2 separate regions of the Siniperca chuatsi genome follow, and region 2 is linked to region 1. Evidence: chromatin contacts called from public Hi-C data. All regions are on one chromosome and are shown on one strand. Each heading gives the region's core, a stretch centred on a gene start, on an enhancer-like site or on the middle of the called end of the contact. The rest is flanking DNA. Distances are from core to core; before and after follow the strand shown. Region 1 holds the start of ptrhd1 (putative peptidyl-tRNA hydrolase PTRHD1). Region 2 overlaps ncoa1 (nuclear receptor coactivator 1).

The links. Hi-C and Micro-C count contacts between places; a contact is called where the count stands out from the background.
Region 2: a contact with region 1 is called in a Hi-C map of liver, with 2.4 times the contacts expected there. The contact joins the enhancer-like site here to the promoter of ptrhd1 in region 1. A contact is called at or near these places in 2 of 3 Hi-C or Micro-C datasets (liver and skeletal muscle).

Annotation. Positions count from the first base shown.
Region 1 is chrLG16:23,640,782-23,644,137 of ASM2008510v1, forward strand. ptrhd1 (putative peptidyl-tRNA hydrolase PTRHD1) reads left to right here and starts at 1,780. Exons shown (of 2, transcript XM_044168932.1): 1 at 1,780-2,032; 2 at 2,797-3,163. The coding sequence starts at 1,823. The coding sequence ends at 2,967. fam184ab (protein FAM184A) reads left to right here. Exons shown (of 22, transcript XM_044168929.1): 22 at 1-243.
Region 2 is chrLG16:23,694,300-23,697,730 of ASM2008510v1, forward strand. ncoa1 (nuclear receptor coactivator 1) reads left to right here. Exons shown (of 22, transcript XM_044168939.1): 12 at 1-108; 13 at 1,650-2,004; 14 at 2,531-2,713; 15 at 3,219-3,327. Among protein-coding and RNA genes, the nearest start is that of unc93a, 33 kb to the right of the region's middle. Within about 2 kb of position 1,347, the one cell type or tissue checked has an H3K27ac peak away from gene starts, as active enhancers do. A contact at or near this core is called in liver, where this site is marked.

The DNA of each region.
Region 1 (3,356 bases), core at 530-3,029:
ATCAGTTACACTTCTCTGATATGCTCCATGAATACAGGCTCTGATTTTAGGACGGCACCATCATGGCAAGTTTGTTACAGCTGCATAGAAGTTTCAGCAGATTTTGGTAGAATATTAAAACCTGTTTGTATGGTTGTCTGTCTCAACACAGATATAATGATGTCTCACCAATTTTAAAAACAAAAATAGCATATTTTATATTTATATTATAATGTGTATGCTTAATAAATAATTATTGTGACATTTACTTGTGTTTGTTTGTCATTTATTTGGATTAAATTGCGGTTTACATTTCATTCAAAGTCAGTATTTTAAGAGATGCAAGATTATGGAAGTTTATTAAGGACAAAAATATTGAGCAATGACAAATTTTGAGAAATGTTCGATGTGTGGCCAGTTTGAATTTTTGTTTTTTCTCAGAGTACTTGAGAACGTGAGAGAGTGCTTACCAACAGGCACAGTTAAAGTATTTTAGACTAATAATAAAAGCTGATGAAACACTGAGAGGAGTTTGGCTTTAGTCAGATGGGTCTTACAGGGTTGAAACTTCACTTTCTGGTCAAATCCAATGAGTTTTGCTCTGTTCTCAGCACAGGAGAGACAAACGTATAAGTCCACAGCTTTGAAGACAATGAGTAAATAAAGCCCTAATGTTCGCTCAATGGTGACACAATATCTCTTAAGTTTAAAAGTTTGATTAAGTCTACAATTTTGTCTTTGCGTGCTTTCAAAATGTATTTTTCACATGCAAATCTGCCCCTGATTTCTGTCAAATCTTAACTTGTTGACTGATAAAAACTTGGATTTGTCTTGTGCTCGCTCAATATTTTTGTTATTAATAAACTTCCATACACCCTCAGCCTGGGGTATTTCTTTTAAAGAGGTATAACTACTGCCAATAGAATATAATACTGCAATACAGACAGTACACTGAAGAACCTTTTCCTAATTATGTTAGGGAGTAAATCTCTCCCCAGGCTGATTTCAGTGATAGGGTTTCTCCCAGTGTCATTATATTGCCACTGGACCATCGGCAGAGGTGTCACTGTCTTTACCACAAGTTTGACATAAAAGGAACTAGTTGACACTTTAAAATATATTGTTTTAAACCCAGATAGAGCTGTTTGATCATGACAGCACAACAGAAAAATATGCAATATACAAAGTGAGATGGTGAAGGAACAAACATTGTAATGTGTAAAGTTTATAGGGAATCCCCAGAATGCCGTTTTCATTGTTGCATATTGTGTTATTGGATCTTTTAAGCATCAATACTGAGCCAAAAGAAAGACGGTGAGTAATTGCGAGACGCCGACATGCCAACAGGTGTCTAGTTTGCCAAAAAGCCATAAGAAAAAGTATAGAAGATGATGATGAAGAAGAACAAGATAAAGAGGAAGAGGAGGAGGACAGAAGAAAAAGGTGCTTTACCCAGCTGTTTAAACTACAAAGACATTTTAAAAAGTAAGTTACCTTTATGGGCACACATCTTGTAAACTATTTTGGGAGGGGAGATAATGGGCTGAAAGAGGGGGCTATAACAAACCCACATCATACAGTATATACAACAGGCCCTCCCTTCATTTCCTAAACGTTTTAACAGAATATAGACACACAATTCATTTGTTGAAAGTTTCTTTTGTTTGAAATTAAGAATAGAGATTGTTCCCTTGCTGGTACCACAAGTAGGCCGACTGTATGTTTAACCATGAAGTTTTACCGGTAGAGGGCAGTAACGTTGTAATATCGTTTAATGATAAACTACACAGCGGATGAACCGGAAAATAAACAAACCCTGAATCCGTTTCTGTACAGGCTGAAAATGGCAGCCACGGGAGCCGGGTCTCCTAGCCGGTTAGTCCAGTATGTTGTTGTCCGGTCGGATCTGGTTCACAAGCTGTCTTGGCCCCTGGGAGCCGTTATAACTCAGGCCTGTCATGCTGCCACCGCTGCCATTCACCTTCATTACGGAGACCCGGACACACAGCAGTACCTGGCAGAGCTGGACGCCATGCATAAAGTGGTGCTTGGGGTAAGCGCGGCACGTCACGCCAGACTCCATTCAAATATTCGTCAGTTTAGTGCTGCATGGTTTGTCAACATATGTACAGAGGTTATATCGTTTATCACAATTTATGCAATAACAAAATAAAAGCTGTTCGGGTTAGTGGTATTATTCGGCAGCATAAATTTTCTTTATATTGTCATTTTTAAACGGTTTGCACGAGCTACCACTGTGTTTAGCTAACTTGGCTATCATAGGTGAAGCGATTTTAAAAGTCCTTTACTAATTAGAAAAGTTCTGTCTGGTGGGTAAGCTCAGTGCCGAATTTAAAAGTGACTCCTTAAGAGTATAAAATGGTCATGATTGGTTTTCCAGCTGGTAAAAATATGTATTGACAAGCAAATAAATTATTAAACGACGGAATTTCGAATGGAGTATGGTATTTCTCCATACAAGCTTTACGTCAGTAGTCTAACTTTAATGTTAGAGCAACTAGATAATAACATGATGAAACTCCCTCTTCAATAGATTCCAGCCAAATAGGACATTTCAACATGATGCAATTCAATAAAAACTTGAATCAGAAAACGTGTATAAATACATGCTGCATTCAGAGGTTTTAATTTCACCGCAGCATGTGGTTTGGACAGGTTTACAGTTCAGCACTAAATCAACAACAAATATTTGTTTTCTCACATGGAGCACTGGAGTGAAATGTGAAGTAATGGGGATCTGTGGTCCAGTCTTTAACAGCCTGGCTGACTGTACTTGTGTTTATTTTTTCTCTCCAGGCTCCAGACGAGGCCGCCCTCTCCGGTCTATCAGAGAATCTAACACAGGCCGGTGTGGCCCACAAGCTTTGGATTGAACAACCAGAGGACATCCCCACCTGCTTGGCCCTGAAGCCATATCCAAAAGAGACTGTCCAGCCGCTGCTGCGCAAGTTCAAACTCTTCAAATGACGGCCTTGACAGACATCATCCATCTATGAACTCTACAGTGCATGTCCGCAGAGAGGAAGCCTCACAGGCATTTCAGTATCTAATTTCATCTATAAAAGGAGGACACCTGAAAGTTGTGCTCTTACTGAGGGCGCCACAGCATTTGTCAGGGCATCCAAACACCTGTAACTTCCCAGATTAAAGTTGAGAAACATGACGTTCTTTTGTGGTTTACTGGTGGTACAAAACCCCACAAACGTAGCATTTGTTTTGCGATTGTGATATTTTATTTTAATATAGCTAGATACAAAAGTAGATCATTCATATTTCCACAGTATGTTAACATATATACTTTCAATAATAAAAAAGCTGGACCATGTGTTCTGCATGGCACCAGCTACCGGTATTAA
Region 2 (3,431 bases), core at 97-2,596, 53 kb after region 1:
GCATCCAAACCTGCAGGAGTTACCAGCAGCTCGGCTTGCATCAGTCCCAAATCAAGCCCCGTCGGAGAGAACCGCAGAGACAGCCGCAGGGATAGCCGAGACTCCACGGTACAGTTGTTGTCAGTGTTGTGGTGAACTGTTATAACCTAAACTAGTCCAAAGATTTGACCTTTGACAGTTATCCTGAGAGAATGTTCTTATGTTTAGAATAGAGAAAAGTTTAGTAAACAAAAAACATTATCACTATCTGTGTTGAACAGTGCCTGGGTGTTGATGGTCAGGCTGTGTAGCATATGACATATTGGCTGGTATTAGCTTATCGCAGATACTGTACATTGGTATGTGTGTATATCTCGGCAGGTAAACATATTCTGGCACTTCTGAACAGCTAGTTCATGTGACTTGAGGTCATTAGAAACAGTTTCACTATTATCAGCATTGTTTTTTAAACTTTATAATGTCCCGCTCAGTACATATCTTGGTCATGATTCTTTAAAAGAAATACATTTAAAGGCCCTGCACACTTGTGGAAAACCCACGCATGTAATTTGAAATATTTTGCCTGAATTGTCCTTTTCTCTTGCTGTTGAGTTTTTCAAATGTATTTTATTTTTTTTGGCACCACAAGCCGAGTGCCATATAGTCCCATTATATAAAAAAATGCAGATATCTCTATGGCCGATATCTCCAAAACTCAGCAACTCACAGCAAAACAATCTAGATGGATAAACAGCACTACAGGTAAGAGGAAAAATATGTGTTATTGATTTTGGGCTGAACGGCCCCTTTTTAAATATCTTAAATTTTTATATCCATATCTGCCTCAAAAATCGAGTATCGGTCGGGCTATAGGCCAGAGTAGGATAAAAGATAGACAAGACTGAGTTTAAAAGCCTTATCAGGGGTTACTCCAGAGGCATTGCTGATCTTCACAACCACCAAGTGATTTGAACTGAGTGACAGCAGTTAAAGTGTAGTAGGGCTGGCCTGATAGAGCAGAATGACTTTTAGCCACTATAGCTAACACCTCATGCAGACCAACATGACAAGCAATTAACCTGTTACAGCAGTCATATATTTATCAAACTAAGCTGAACATGCATTCAGCATACCTTCATTGTGTTTGTGGTAAACCCAACTGTCAACAGCCAGCGACTGGCTCAGAATACACTGGACTCTGTCCAACTTGGTCTCGTCAGAGAATCATAACTGTAATAACCTAATAATTGAAATGTGCATGCTCCTTCAGGGGTGGCACTCATGCATGCATGCTATTGTTGCTTTCAGATTTACACAGGAACTTTGTGAGAAAAAATACTTTACAATTAAGCATTGGAATTCCCCTGTATTGAGCTTTGCTCCTGCATTGGCAGTTGCCGGACAGCCGTTGTAAATCATGTTGAATGTTTATTTTCTTGGACTTTGTCTCCACTGTAGGCTTAGTTACCAGCTGCAGCCTTTAAAGCTCACTGGTCTTTGACCTTGTGTCACTCCCCATCTCTCTGTCACTGATCGTTTGCCCCCCTTTCTGCCACCCATTATTATTTAATTCTTTACTCTTTCATGCCATCACACCATTCATTCGTCTTTTTCCTCATCACTATCCCTTTTCATTTGTTTCTGATTTACTCTCTGTTTCCCGCCCTCAGATGTCTGGTGGCCCTGTTGACATGGACCCTCTCACCCAGCTGCTGCCTGGCCTGAGAGGCCCAAGTGGGGCCAAGCAGGGTAGTGAGGATTCAACAACCCCTGGAGGAGGCCCCCAACTCCAGTCTCCAGCCCCCCAACACCAGGCCCCAGCGCCACTCCAGTCCCCCGTGCCTCAGCTCCAGTCCCCTATGTCCCAGCCCCAGTCCCTTCCCCACTTGCAATCGTCGTCACCCCAGCTCCACTCCCCTTCCCCCCAACTCAAACTGCAGTCACCCACTCAGCTCCAGCCCAGTGAGGTCAGCACTCCCCGCAACATAAATGTGAAGAGAGAGCCTCCCGGGACTCCTAACAGAGGTACAGTTTCAACTTAACAGGGAGGGGGGGTGATTAAGATGAGGGAAGAGTTAAGCATAATATACGACCTGCATACTATCTATGGACATTGAAGTGCAGTATCAATATTTAATTCAAACCGCTGAGTGTTGGTAAAAAATAGTATTGTTTTACCATTTTCATGTCAAGAAATTACAAAATAGTGTCTTTAATGAATTATTTGATTTTAGATCATTCTCTAATTATTATTATTATTATTATTATTATTAGTTATGATCCAGACAAGTCCCTCTATTTATTTTATTAATTAATTTATTTACCTACACATTGTTAGGTTCTATGCCCCCTAGTGGCTATTAGGAGGTACTGCAGTGTCAACAGACCTCACATGGAACCAGAACAGTTTACTTTTCTGCAACACTGCAGAACATTGCAGAATATCATGTATCTATAAAAGTCTCAAAGTGTGAGTCTGTGTATCAATATTATACACTAAATGTTATAGACACTCCTCATCCATGTCCATGTGCTTGTGTTTGTTTCCCAGGGCTCAGTGATGGCGGCCCGCCCTCTGGCTGCAGCCTTCAGAGTCAGTCATCTTTTGATTTCTGCAGTCCCCCCACTCCAAGCCAGACACAGTCCCAGGGACAGGGAGACCCCTTCCAGACCCCCAAAGACAACAGCCTGTTTCCAGAGTCAGAAGTTATCAACCCATTCAGTTCAAGCACTGGTATACAAGAAAACATAATACATTCACAGTTAGTCATTGAAAATGTACAAGAAATGTCCTGTAAAATGACAACTGTGTGAACCCTATTTGTTAGTAACTTGACACTAAATCTTCTGTAGCAGTTAGGCATTGTTGAGCTGACCTCTATAGGCTGGACGTTTTAGTACTCTTACATAAATGACCATACTCAATATCACCATTGGGTGTGGCCAGACTGTATTCTGTTACATTTATGACCCCACAAGTGATATAGCTTTGCACTATACTGTTGAAGAGAGCAGTACAATGCTACACAATTGAAGCAATGTGAACATTTGGCATCAAAAGTAGGATTTTAGTCTGATGTTACTGTTTAAATTTAGCAAGGTGCTGCTTACTGTACATGAATTTAATAATAATTGTTGAATGTGATTATTTTGAGTTGAAATTCAGTGTTAATATATTTTTTTCTATGGGGTTTATGTTTATTATTTCCCCTTAAAACTGTGTTAAAATCGGTTTTTAGGCCTAACCAAGATGGATGTGGGAGACTCCCAGTTCCAGGCTCTCTCTGACACCTTGTCCTTTGATGGTCTTGGAACCCCTTTACAAGCTCCCTTGGCATCACCACAAGAGTATGTATTTACTGTATTCTCAATACCTAATCTGTTGCCATTTAACTATAATTTTTTATTCTGAAGTGGTGGGAGAAAAATGCTGAAAAAGTTGATTTAACCCA